2 separate regions of the Mus musculus genome follow, and region 1 is linked to region 2. A link is a contact called in public HiChIP or PLAC-seq data. All regions are on one chromosome and are shown on one strand. Each heading gives the region's core, a stretch centred on a gene start, on an enhancer-like site or on the middle of the called end of the contact. The rest is flanking DNA. Distances are from core to core; before and after follow the strand shown.

The links. HiChIP or PLAC-seq counts read pairs in DNA pulled down with a chosen protein or histone mark.
Region 1: a contact with region 2 is called in an H3K27ac HiChIP or PLAC-seq map of heart atrium, with 6 read pairs. The contact joins the promoter of Abca8b here to the enhancer-like site in region 2. A contact is called at or near these places in 2 of 39 promoter capture datasets (frontonasal cranial neural crest and macrophages), 1 of 484 Hi-C or Micro-C datasets (liver), 2 of 115 datasets of contacts at active chromatin or transcription factors (heart atrium and intestinal crypt epithelium) and 3 of 9 other capture datasets (adipose tissue, liver and pancreatic islet).

The regions. Positions count from the first base shown.
Region 1 is chr11:109,993,154-110,000,348 of GRCm38.p6, forward strand. Abca8b (ATP-binding cassette, sub-family A (ABC1), member 8b) reads right to left here and starts at 2,692. Exons shown (of 39, transcript NM_013851.3): 1 at 2,459-2,692.
Region 2 is chr11:109,922,088-109,929,277 of GRCm38.p6, forward strand. Gm39444 (a long non-coding RNA gene) reads right to left here. Exons shown (of 2, transcript XR_880288.2): 2 at 5,718-6,726. Among named protein-coding and RNA genes, the nearest start is that of Gm39444, 4.9 kb to the right of the region's middle. Within about 2 kb of position 5,479, at least 23 of the 459 cell types and tissues checked have an H3K27ac peak or open chromatin away from gene starts, as enhancers often do. A contact at or near this core is called in adipose tissue, heart atrium and liver, where this site is marked.

The sequences.
Region 1 (7,195 bases), core at 1,442-3,941, 68 kb after region 2:
TTTACCTCTATTCTAATCATACTTTTTATATTCTTATCATTTTTTGCTGAGCTGTTAAATATTTTTTTCCTTTCCTCAATTTCCTGTCCTGTTCAAAGCACATTATAAAGGTATTCATATATCTTTAATGGTTGCTCTTAATTTTCCCAAAGAACTGTGATTTATTTTATGAAAATTTCACAGCTCTTATTACGATTTATCTTTTACAAATACTGTCTACATATATGAGCTCTCGGATAGATTCTAACTGATCCGGTTATTATACAGAAATGTGACTCAACTTTTAATCTGAAGTAAGCACAAATAGATTTATGTCTACGAATAATAATCTGTTATCTTTCCAGTGAATGGTCATTTCTGTGGTGAGGTGTTGTATCTGGGAGGCAGAGGTAGAAACTCCAGGTAGTGGCTCTGGACTGGCTTCATCTGGATTGGGAATTCATGATCCTTTGCCTTGTGTGTGAGGCAGTACGCAGGAGGGCATTCCAGGGGCTTTGCCCAGAACCGGCTGAAGAGAACAGCATTATTGTACTGCCATAGAGACTACTTAGCAGAACAGAACAAACTTTCCCACAGGTGTGCAGCAAACCACAGCTTTAGCTAATTCAACACCGAAGGAAGAGAGGGAAGATCATCTATAGGAGAGGGGGTGGGCAGGTGTGTTTGTGTGTAAATATCAGTGGGTGATTTGATAAGGGGATTTGCATATATATATATATATATATATATATATATATATATATATATAAATAATTAAATGGGAATGTAAAATTTCCTGCAGAAGATGTTTTAGTGCATAATAACACCACCTCCTGCTACAACTTCAACAATCAATACTATGCAAACATGCTCTGGTGAAACCTCTTCTGCAAACTAAGGGATGTAAATGCTCTTCAAAAGCATTTTTTTTTTCCTGAGGGAGGACACTGGATACCTAAGCTGAATCATGAAAGGGAAGGCTCCCCAGAATCCCATGCTTATCAGATTTCTGGGAAGCCAGGGGCGTGAATGGCCCGGGCTTTTGACCACAAAGTCAGTAGCTCCATGGTGAATACCATAAAATTGGTTCTAAGTCCTAAGAACTGAAGCGAGTGCTAGGGATGAACCCCACACGATGATCCACAGCAACAAGCTGGTGGGTCCTTACCAGAAGTGCTCCTCATGTTTACCACACACAGAGAGCTCACTCTCGTGGATTCTCTAGAGTCGAAGCTCAGGTGATAAGTCCTGGCCAGTCTAATGGGAGACACAATGGCTGAAGCAGGCTCAGGGGCTATTGCCACAGGAGGAACCTGCATAGGGCTGTTAAAGGAGGTCCCAGGCAAGGCAGACAGGCAAGAAAAGAAAGGAGACAACTCATGGAAAGAGAGAAGGAAGGAATGGATGCCAAGAGTGGAGCTGCATCAGGTTGGAGTGCCCACTGAGGGGCCGCTAAGGTGCCTCATGAGTTGTTCTCAGTCCGGATAATCCAGAGGGAACAACTTCTGAGGGGACTGTGTAGTCTGTTGGGGTGGCAGAGTTGTCTGAGTAGAGATCTCAATACAGAATCAGGCACAGCCCTGCAGGCAACTGCACTCTTGTCTGCAACTTCTCTGATTTTATTTGTAAATTAAAATCGCCTCCTTGTCTGTCCACTCCTGGTGTGTGTGTTCTGCGATTTGTAAAAATACTGAAGACATGAACCCTCCTTATCTGTGGCATAAATAATATCCAAAATGTTTAAGTGGGGGGGGGGGGGGGAGGAGGAGAAAGGGGAAGGGAGGGAGAGACAGACAGACAGACAGACAGACAGAGACAGAGACAGAGACAGAGACAGAGACAGAGACAGAGACAGAGACAGACAGAGACAGAGGGCGAGAGACTAAGTGTTTCTCCTCCCCTGTTGCCCTGGGAGGCTGACACTTCTGTGCTGAAGGATGAACATTCAAAGTTAGGCTGTGAGACAGGAGAGCCCTGCACATTTCACATTCTCATTTCCCCCACGGTGTCAGAACAGCCAGAGATCCAAGAACAGTCACAGCTTGCTATTCATCAAGTGTTCTGTGAACCCTCTCCGGAAGCAGTCTCAGAAAAGTTAACCCCAGATTGCCAAATTACATCATCAAAGCAAATAACTCCAGAGGCAGTACAAGCTTCCCACTCAATCCTGAAGTGTCTCAGCTTGACAGTCAGTCTGTTGGCCAATTTCAGCTCATTCGCACACTCATTTTATGGCTCAGCAGAACATCATGATATAAAGGTATATATTTTAATTGAATACCTTGCTCTATTTAATATTACACACCAGACACCAAAACATTTCAGAATAGCCCACTGATTTTTAAAAAACCAACTTTGACACAGATGGTTAGCATTCAGCTCATAAAACGGTTCATTTTTTTATTATAACAACAACAATAATAATCCCGATGCCCAAACAAATAAACCTGATAAGGAAAACAAAATCTCAGAAACTTACTTTCGGGAAATGCCAAGCAGGGACTCCAGCCGCACCATTTAATCACGGGCTCTGTTTAGAATAATAAAGTGAGACACCTTCCCCTCCCCCTATTCTCCAGCACCTTTCTAGAGTTTAACTGTTTGCTGTCCGTGAACGCGACTGGTGAAAGCTGCTCTCAGCGGGAGTTTATGATCTCAGCTCTGGGTTGGTCTTGCCAAACACCACGGACACGTGACCGCGCATGGCTGCTCCTCTTTTACCGCTGTGCAGCCAGCCCCCGCAGGGCGGTGCCAGTTATATTTGGTCACCTGGCCATGTGGCTGTATAACGGAGGAAATTCAATATTCCCAAGCTTGCAGGATGCCTAAGCTGGAGAGCAACATTTAATGCGTTGCTTTTAAACTGGAAGGTGGTAAATCAGAGAGCTGTGTTATCGGAGGAAAGCTTTCTCTCCACCCACAGCCCTGGGCTTCTGACTTCTTCACTCAGGATTTTCATTCTTATTTCTCAGTTTTGCTTTCATTTAGTTCTCTGGTGATTTTTTTCCAGTTCCCGCTGAGCTTTAGTCTTGACTGTTGATTTATGGAGTAGGTTTTAGGGTCTTCATTCTAGATACTGGAGACAATTATCTTGTATGTCCCTTCTGCTCCTGGAGGAAAGAGATAGACATCAAGGGTCTTCATCAAGTGCTGTCCATATTTCTGTTATTTTTGCAGCTTGATTGCCATTTGCTTAATAAACACTAATCATGGATTATGAATATGCTATTTTATTATATATTATTTTAATTATATATTACTGTGTACCATGCTATTATTTTTCTGACTGGTGTAACTGTGGCATTATTTACCTTGGGGGTATCCAACAGCTATATAATTGAACACCAAGCCTTCTCAATCAGAAGGAAATTGTGTTTGATATTCTAAACCTAGTCAACTCTCTGTGGATGTAGCGGTCATAGACCCTAGAGGAGAATGTACCACTGCTATTTTTCTTAAGCAATATAATTTCTAACTGCATTTTAAATACTTCTTATGCCTACAGTTGAATGTAGTTCTCATGCTTCTTCAAGAAGCTTCCTTTTGCATCTAACTGAGGCTACTACAAGGATCCATAACTGGTCGCCAAGAGGTACCCAGACCCAACACATTATGTACACCCATAATATAAGTTCAGGGAACATCCTGGAAGAAGGGATGTGAATCAGAGGACTAGGCTATATGGCTGCTGGACAATATCTTCTAGACAGGATTGCTGCTCCCGGGAGGTTGCAACAATATATCTGCCTAAAGGAAACTTACATAATGACAACCACAGCTGACATGCCAACAGGAAGAGGTAAAATTTCTAGGGTCTACTCCTAGATAAAGAGATATAGGCAACCAATGACTGGTGAGGAACGGAGAACCAGTGCTCTCCAGAAAAAAGTCTTGTAGTTCATCCAATCCCAAGTGGTCAGCCCTAAAGACGGGTACATATGAACAATGTTAAAAGACATTAGGGGTGTGTGTGTGTGTATGTGTGTGTATGTGTGTGTACAATAGAAATTAAGATGCCATGAATTTGAGAGGGAATTGAGTAGACACACAGGAAAAATTAGAGGGGAAATTATGTAAATGTAATACATGTATGAAATTCTCACACAATTAAAAAACAAATTCATTATACTGTTTTTTTTTGTTGTTGTTTGTTTGTTTTAGAGACAGGGTTTCTCTATGTATCACCGTAATTTTTATTTTAAAAAGGTTTATTTATTTTATCTTATGTGTTTGGGTGTTTTGGTTGTACGTCTGTGCATGCGCATACATCAAGTGCATACCTTGTGTCCGTGGGGTTAAGAATTGAGTCAAATCCCTTGGAACTGGAGTTACAGATTGCAGATTACCGTATGGGAACTGAATCTGGGTCCTCTGCAAGAGCAACTGTGCTCTTTATCCCTGAGCCACCTCTCCAGTCCCCAATCCACCTTATTATTATTTTTAACCAATGAACTTAAGCTTTTATTGGTTATTTTATATTTCAAATATTGTGCCCCTTCTGGTTTCTCCTCACAAACTACCCATCCCATCTCCCCTCCCCTTTGCTCTCTCATCCACTTACCCACCCACTCCTGCCTCACCACTCTAGCATCCTTTATGCTGACCCATCAAGCCTCCACAGGACCTGGAGCCTCCCCTCCCATTGTTGCCAGATAAGGCCATCCTCTGCTACATATGTAGCTGGAGCCATGGGGTCCCTCCATGTGTATTCTTTGTTGATGGTTTAGTACCTGGGAGCTCTGGGGATGGATCTCAAGGTGGGGTAGTGTCTAGATGGCCTTTTCTTTGGCCTCTGCTCCATGTTTTGTCCCTGCATTTCCTTTAGACAGGAAAAATTCTGTGTTAACATTTTTGACATGGGTGGGTCATGCCTATCTAATGGAGGTGGAGGGAGGGAGGGAGGGACCTGGGAGGGAGAGAGGTGGGGGAGGGAAAACGGGGGGGGGGCAGGAGCAGGTATGGGAAGAGACAGGAGAGAAATCCAGAGGGTCCAGAAAATGAATAGAAATATGTAGCAGTGGAGGTGGGGAACGGGGGGGGGGGGGGGGGGGCGGGGAGTGGCACTAGAAAGTCCCAGATTGCCTGGGAAGGGAGAGGCTCCCAGGACCCAACTGGGATAACATTAGCTTAAATACCCAACAAAGGGGAGATAAAGCCTGTAGAGATCACCATATTTTTTTTCTTTTTTTATTACATATTTTCCTCAATTACATTTCCAATGCTATCCCAAAAGTCCCCCATACCCTCCCCCCCACTTCCCTACCCACCCATTCCCATTTTTTTTGGGCCTGGCGTTCCCCTGTACTGGGGCATATAAAGTTTGCAAGTCCAATGGGCCTCTCTTTCCAGTGATGGCCGACTAGGCCATCTTTTGATATATATGCAGCTAGAGTCAAGAGCTCTGGGGTACTGGTTAGTTCATAATGTTGTTCCACCTATAGGGTTGCAGATCCCTTTAGCTCCTTGGGTACTTTCTCTAGCTCCTCCATTGGGAGCCCTGTGATCCATCTAATAGCTGACTGTGAGCATCCACTTCTGTGTTTGCTAGGCCCCTGCATAGTCTCACAAGAGACAGCTATATGTGAGTCCTTTCAGCAAAATCTTGCTAGTGTATGCAATGGTGTAGGCGTTTGGAAGCTGATTATGGGGTGGATCCCTGAATATGGCAGTCTCTAGATGGTCCATCCTTTCGTCACAGCTCCAAACTTTGTCTCTGTAACTCCTTCCATGGGTGTTTTGTTCCCAATTCTAAGAAGGGGCACAGTGTCCACACTTTTGTCTTCATTCTTCTTGAGTTTCATGCATTTAGCAAATTGTATCTTATATCTTGGGTATCCTAAGTTTTGGGCTAATATCCACTTATCAATGAGTACATATTGTGTGAGTTCCTTTGTGATTGTGTTACCTCACTCAGGATGATGCCCTCCAGGTCCATCCATTTGGCTAGGAATTTCATAAATTCATTCTTTTTAATAGCTGAGTAGTACTCCATTGTGTAAATGTACCACATTTTCTGTATCCATTCCTCTGTTGAGGGGCATCTGGGTTCTTTCCAGCTTCTGGCTATTATAAATAAGGCTGCTATGAACATAGTGGAGCATGTGTCCTTCTTATCGATTGGGACATCTTCTGGATATATGCCCAGGAGAGGTGTTGCTGGATCCTCTGGTAGCACTATGTCCAATTTTCTAAGGAACCGCCAGACTGATTTCCAGAGTGGTTGTACAAGCTTGCAATCCCACCAGCAATGGAGGAGTGTTCCTCTTTCTCCACATCCTCGCCAGCATCTGCTGTCACCTGAATTTTTGATCTTAGCCATTCTGACTGGTGTGAGGTGGAATCTCAGGGTTGTTTTGATTTGCATTTTCCTGATGATTAAGGATATTGAACATTTTTTTCAGGTGTTTCTCTGCCATTCGGTATTCCTCAGGTGAGAATTCTTTGTTCAGTTTGGAGCCCTATTTTTAAGAGGGTTATTTGATTTTCTGGAGTCCACCTTCTTGAGTTCTTTATATATATTGGATATTAGTCCTCTATCTGATTTAGGATAAGTAAGATCCTTTCCCAATCTGTTGGTGGTCTTTTTGTCTTATTGACGGGAGATCACCATATTTTTTAAAGACAAAATCTTTCATCTGAATCTGTAAGCTCACTGAATTGGCTAGAATGTCTAGGTAGCAAGCTGCAGAGATTCTCCTGTCTCTGGCTCCCTAGTCCTAAGATTAGAAACAGAAGTGTATTAATGCACCAGCACTTAGGTGAATCCTGGGGTGTAAACCTGGTCTCTTATGCATATCAGTCAAGCAGTTTATGCATTGAGCCATCTCCCCTGCTTTTAGTCACTAATTTGTAGTTTGATTCACTCATGGTCAGAGAATATTTAGCTTGATAATTTTTGTTAAGGCTTGTTTCTTGACTAAGGGAAGATCTTTACGACCATTCCATATGCACTTAAAGAGATTAGCAGCTAACTACTGTCTGGCTTGACAGACAGCATAACAACCAGGCCAGTAGGTGATACTGACAGGATAAGGTGTGATTCTGAAGTCTGGGTCCGTGAATCTGTCCCTTTAATCTGTCACCAACGATCCCAAGACCAGAGTATGAAATTAGTCATGTTTCTGTCTTAAGAATCATGTCAGCCATCAATTTAGGAAAACGCTTCAAAAATATAAATGCATGGTGTGTTTAAAGATGAATTTACAAAAAACACAAG
Region 2 (7,190 bases), core at 4,229-6,728:
CTGATTGGATGTTTTTTTTTCAGGTCTTTCCATTAGCACCTCAGGGTGGTCCCTCTTTATCCATTGAACATTACATCAGTTTTGAATGAAATGTTTAATGGATAAAGTTTTGCACTGGTCTCTGAGAAGGGAATTATCTGACCTCATGTTGCTTTTTGCTGGAAGCTGTTTTCATGATTGTTCTGGGAAAATTTAGCAGATGAATTCAAGGTTCTCATGTACATTTCTATTTTTTTTAACAGAAAAATTAAGTTTTTCTTGAAACAATGCCAGCATTCGAGAGTTATTTTCTTACACATCTACACAGAAAACAACAACCCCCCATATCTTCATTTCCTCTCCGTGGGATATTCCGCACACATGCATCTTTCTGTCCCAGAGGTCTTCAGCAGCTGCAGCCATTTCAAGTGTCCATTGATTGTGAAATGTGTCTGGACAGATGAGGTCAATCCCTCAGAGATACAGCTGTAGCCCCTTCTGATGGCAAGAAATTTTAGCATTTTCTTCTAAAAATAATTTGTGGAAATTGAGATGGAATATAACTTTCTATGTGCCTAATTTTTTATCCACCACTAACCTCCTCTCATTATGTGATTTCCACGTCAGTAGATTTTTTTTCTATATTTTTAGCCTTGTCTAGATAGCAGAGTTGTATTTTTATTATTGAGTGTAAGCTAGCTTCATTCCTTTACTGCAGAAGAAGAAGGAACAAATGAGAATGTTAGGGAACTGGAAATATGGCTCAACCAGTAAGATGCCTGTTGTACAAACACAAGGATCTAAGCTGAGATATGCAGTACCCATTTCAAGCCTATGAAAAAGCCTGGGATGGTTGTGTTCATCTGGAATCCCAGCACCAAGGAGCAGAGATCATTGGTCAACAGCCCTAGTTGAACCAATGCACTCTAGAATAAATGAAGAACAAATCTCAAAAAATAAGTCAAGAATGATCAAGGGAGAACCCCAGAAGCCTTGGACATCCACCTGCACTCCACATGCACAGACCGACATGAAGACACGCCCATTTCACACACATGGGCACATACATGAAACACAGGGACACACAAACCAGAATGTTATGCTATAATCCTATAATTTTCTCTTACAAATACTTGCATGTTTAATTTAATAGGCATAATTTTTTTTTCCATAGCGGGCAACAAACAGCTACTGAGTAACTCCCATGCTTCCTGCACCTGCTCCTCACAAACATTCCAAGAGAACAAACAACGTGAGAAAAGCAAACAAACCCTTTGACCTCAATTTCTCAGTCTTAAAAACCAAGGTACAATGATAAATGTTAAATGATCAAAGTACTCTTGTCCTGCCATTGACATTATGGGAAATGTTTAATAAAGTATGCATACATTTGAGACACTTTAGTCTATCAGTTTCGTATCAGGTAGTTTTAATGAGACTAGCCCTTCGAGATCCATATGTTTGAATACTTGGGTCTCCAGTTGGTGGAACTGTTTTAGAAGGACCAGGAAGTATGGCCTTGGTGGTTGGAGGTGTGTCACTGGGAGTGGGCTTTGCAGTTTCAAAAGCATCATGCCATTCCCAATGTGCTCTCTGCTTCCTGTTTGTGGGTCTAATACGAGCTATCAGCTGCTGTTCCCTAGCCATACCTGACTTCCTGCTGTCATGCTTCATGACATCCATAAGCAACTATAACCACCAAACCCTTCCTTCTATACATTGTTTTGCTCGTGATGCTTTATTACAGCAATAGAAAAGTAACTAAGACAGAACCCAAGTGGAGGGGGGATGACAGAGCTCCAGCCTCTGTTGAGATATTGGCTTGGTTATATTTTAATATATTGACAAAATTAGCCGCTCTGAGATAAAGTTTGTAATAGAACTTAATACCACTCAAATCCCAGATCCAATATAGATATATTAACAGGGCTGAAAGTGCCTCCCTCTGCCTACTCAAGAGACTTATTAGGCTACTATTATTGGTAATTATTTCAACCAAAATTAAGAAAGCAGCACAAGATGGAGCACTGGTCAGTTTCTTGCTCCTAAGTTTCTGGAATATACAACTGAATTACTGTGATGCCACAGTTAGAGCCAGCTGACAACTAGATACACCTTGAGATACTTGAGAAGAGAGAATTCAACTGAAAAAATTTCCAGGACAGATTGGCCTTTGATAAAGTCTGTAATCAATTTTCTTAATTTCTAGTTAATAGAGGGTCCCACCCACTGTGGGCAATACCATTCCTAGGCAGGCGAGCATGGGCTATAGAAGACTTGTGTGTGTTTCTTGGGGGTGGTAGAAGCCAGCAAGCAGCATTTCTCCATTGTCTCTGCTTTAGTACCAGCCTCCAAGTTCCTACACTGAATTTCTCTATTGACATTACCAGCTGATAGATGATAATCTGTAAGGTGCAATAAATCACTTTATCCTCAAGTTGTTTTTGAACAGTGCTTTCTCATAGCAACAGAAAAGCTAAGCATGATAGAAATTGGTACCAGAGAATAGGGTCCTGCTATGATGGAACTTGGCACTGGGTTTGGGGGGAAGGATTCTAGAGCTTTGGACTGGAAAAACCACTGTGTATTTGTAGCTTAAGGTCATTCTCTGGGAACCTGGAGGATAGGAATGAAGTCCTGATTTGTGAAATTTCAGAGGGAAATTTGAGAGTCCCATCAAGGCTCTTTGTTTGACATATTTGAACTAATAGTCTTTGGAAATGAAACCTCCTGGGCTTTACTTGAACAAAGGATGCAGCCCAGCCAGGGTTCAAAGTTCAGCTGTGGTGACCCGTCCAGCAGGTCCAGTTATTTGAGGGTCTTGAGGGCACCTTCTCCTAATAACCAAATAGGGGGGTAGAGAGAGATGAGGGTCTTGTGCGAATAACGACACGGAAACCGTTCTGGATTGCATCAAGACCCCAAATGTATTAGCCAGGCCCGAGGTTTAAATGCACAAGCAAAAGGGGAAGTGCCTTTCAGCAGGAGGAATGGGGCAGAGGAAAAAGAGCAAATGCTTCTCAGCAGGAGGGATGGGGCAGCAGAAATTTTTCTTTTGGCGACTACAAGGGGAAGAAGGAACTTGGTGGTATCAGGGTACATCTTGAGGTCAGGACATCCAGTGCTGACTTAGGGTTGGTACAATCTGTGGTTGTTCTCAGAGCGGTGCGTCCGGTGGCCCGCTTTTGACAACCTTTTCTTCTCGGGGGAGAGGCCCAATTCAGAGATCAGGACAATTGTGTTGTCTTAATAGCTCCCAACACTGTGGTTAGTAATACCAGCACTATTGAGGTACAATCTTCTCAGAAGTGTTTCCTTAAAGTCAACACACAGAAATTGTGGTTCAGAGGGGGCCCAGGCTAGATCATATGCTGCAGCTAAACTTTGTAATACTTAATGTCTTCTGTTAGAACACATCTAGGAAAGGCTAAGTTAAAAAAGTGAGTTTTCTGGAGATGGCCCACCAGTTTGCATGGGTGTGATGGGTGTGTTTTGAGAAGCGGGGTTCTCAGAGACTTCATCCTAGGATTGTTTCTTGCTGCTGATGTGCCTTTCCTGCCACTCACTCGTACATAGCTTGATGATTCCTGGGCATCAGCCCACACTATGGGACAGATCTGCAGAATCAATAAAAAATATTTTTTCATGTAGAAATGCTGTGTGGATGAATTGATAATTTTATAGAACTCCTAAATTGATACAAGTAATTTTAAGACTTTTACAGAATATAAGCTGCAAATAGAGCTCTGTAAACCTCCGTGTGTCATGGGTTAAATGCATTGGGGAAAGAAAACAGGCTTGGAACAAATGTACAATACAGGAAAACATTCCTTTTAGGTTGGGAATGAGGCCACCATCTGGTAACTAAAGATCACAAACTGGCAGTGAGCAATTTATTGTAGGAGCAAGGACAGAAAATAAATGGTGGACTAGTTTATCTAGATAAAACTTCTAAATCATAAAACAAAAGGCAGGCAGGATGATCTATCTCTTGACAAAACTGTGCTAACTTATGACATAAAAAATATTGGCAAGATGTGGAAAGGTCAAAGTTTGCTTCAGATGTCAGCCCTGATGAAACCCTGAAGTCACCTAGGAAGAGCAAACCTCGACTCAACAATTATTCACATCAGACTGTTCTGCATCCATGTCTGTGAGACATTTTCTAGATTGTTAATTCACTGATGAGGGCCCAGCCTACTGTGGGAAGTGCCACCCTTAGTCACATAGGTCTGTGTTGTGTAGAGAAGCAAGGGGAGCAGGGCATGAGGAGCAAACCAATCCGCATCATTCCACTGTGGTCTTTGTTTCATTTGTGCCTTCAGGTTCCTGCCTTAGCTCCCCTCTATTAAAGTCTGTAACCTGTAAGGCGAAGTCATCCCCTTTCTCCTTAACTGGACTTGGCCAGCGTTTTACTATAGTGACAGAAAATCAGACTAGGACACATGGTTTAATAGAAATAAAAACCACCAGCACTGTCTTTAATGTCTTGACTGTTAGAAGTAGCTTGCATAAAGCTTTTGGTAGAGAACAAGGCTGTCTTTGTTTTATATTGGGTTTCAATATTTGTCCTAAGTTGCTTCTCTTCACTAGTCTCAGAAGCTCTTATAGCTTACTGGACTCCTCTACTTCCTTTGAATATAATGTCCTGACCTTTCACACGCTGGAGTTCCATCAGGTTTTTTATGATTCGAGTGGTGGAAGATCCACCTCTCCCTTCATTCTCACCCTCTGACACCATCCCTCTCCCTCGTAGACCCCATCTTTCCCTTCTTCTGCTTTCTTTGCCAGCAATCTCTGTCTCTGGGCTCTCTTAAGAGACCTGGGATCCAGGCTCTTGGACCACATTCCATTCTAAATTCCTGTGTTTGAAACATCAGACAGGCAACACAATGCTTCAGAAGTCTGTGTCCACCGATGCAGCAACCCCCACAAGTGTAAATATCTTTACTATTCAAAAGTCCTTATCAGCGAAGCAAAGGAAGAGGTCATTCACAAAGGAACACATGGAGTTTATATCAAGTAGAGGCAGAATGTCATTGCCAGACAGCTGCAACTAAGTGCTTAACAGCTGTGGTTTGGGTTTCACAATAACCAAAAACAAAACCAAAAACAGAACCCCAGTAAAATCTGATGGCTGATGGCCAATAACTGTGGCTGTGGCCATTATACAAAGAGTCAGATGACCTTTGGTTCAGAATGGCACAGATCTGAAGACAAGTCACTCTAGGTATCTCTTTGTTTTCTCCTTCCTTATCCTCTTCCCAGTCTTTCTAGATGATTACCACTTAAATGATTACCTTGTGAGTTACTGGTCTCCACCGCCTCCAAATCACAATAGAATTAAGCTACTTACTGTATTTGAGCTGTTTTCCTAGTTATTGGCTTGCTGCCATTCCATTTGAGGCGGACTTTGCCAGTTTCTTTTGAACCCCAGAAACCCACAGACTGTAACTAGAAGGGCCAGTTAGTCACCACTAAAGAAATGTTTGCAGACTCTTGGTCAAACAGGTCACCTTTGGCCATGTGCCTTGTATTGAAGTAAGAACAATTTATCTTTGATAACCCTCCAGTTGCTTTCCAGTAATTTTGTTCTGCTCTCACCCATAAGCCTCCAATGATTCCTTCAAATTCAAGGATAAATGTCTTTCAGCTCACATTCATAAGACAGGCTAATTCCAAAATGCATCTCCTTATCTTTAAACATTAAAAAGATTTTAAAATTTATTTATTATTTATTGGTGTGTGTGTGTGTATGTATTTGTGCAGATAAAGGGCAGAAAAAGATGTCTGATTCTCTGGAGCTGAAATTAGAGTCACCCAAAGTGGGTGCTAGGAACTGAACTGGAGTTCTCTGGAAAAACGACTAAACCATCTCTCCAGCCCTTCCTTAAAATATTGCAGTGAACACTTCTGTTGATAGCATGCAGCATGGCATTCTATAATGTTATTTTGTTATCTTTTTGCTTCATACCACATAGGTATGATTTCATTTCTGATTGAATTTGGAGCACGTTGGGAAGGGTCTGGGGTTTCTACACCTGCTGCTTTCCAAACCAAATTAGCATGACATTGAAGCTGTTTGGAGCGATGAGAAGATCAATTGTCAGTAGGACCCTGGGTAAGCTCTTTAGCTATTGTATGATTTTGATTAATCTACTGATCTCTGAACATTGACTTACAGAAATAGAGAAGAAGAAATGTCTAGTGTCTGGGATTCTACTGTAACAACATAGTGTGTTAAGGTTTGGTAGGATTGGATGCTCTATTCTAATCATATATCCAGAAAGCTCCCAGCTTGGCATTATATTCCTTGGGATTCCAAATTGCTACATCTTTCTAGATAATGAAAAAGGTCAGTTAGATATGCAAACTTAGTCTCAGGAAAATACAATCACAATATATGTCTTCTTCTTTTATGGTGATATACATGAATGGGGACAGAGGGTTTTATAGGCATATATTTTTCACAACCTATCTTTGTAAGGGTTCAATCTCCCTTCTATCCCATCACCCACCAGAAGTAGTGGAAAAGAAAGGTAATTAGGAGACAGGGGAAGTGGACATGTTTAGAAATAGTTCTTTGGGGGGTGATTCCAATCATTGTTGTTCTCAGTCCAGTTCACTAGACAAACACAAAACACAAATTAGCATCTGCAATCCGGTCCACTTGACAGACACCACACATGAATTGTCAAGGGCAGTTCAGTTCAGAAGAAACCGTGAGGCTCACCAACCAGCCTGATTCTGTGGAAGAGGCAAGAAGACACAGGGATGTCATGAGAAGTTCTTTGGTAAGCTTTTCTCTATTAAGTCATTACAAAGGAAACGCAGCAATGCAATGCAAGGTGAACCAATACATCCATGTTGCCAGCAGACTGTCAAGGTGGAGCAAAGCGAACCAATGCCCCAGCTCCCATTGTCTGTGGGCTCATATTTACATTCTTTCTAAACACCACACATCCTTTCATGTGTCTGCTATAACAAAACATCTTTTCACCCGTGTCTGCTTCAGCAAAGCATTCTTTCACATGTCTGCTTTAGCAAAACAGCCTTTCACCTTTCTGCCCCAGCAAAACGTAATTATAACCTAAGTTTCCAAAGTAACCAGAAATTTCCACTTTACAGTTTAATTATACTTAGCAGACAATATCAAAAGCGTAAATCTAAATGCTAGCATATTTAAACCCTCACAAGTTCATGTTAGCAAA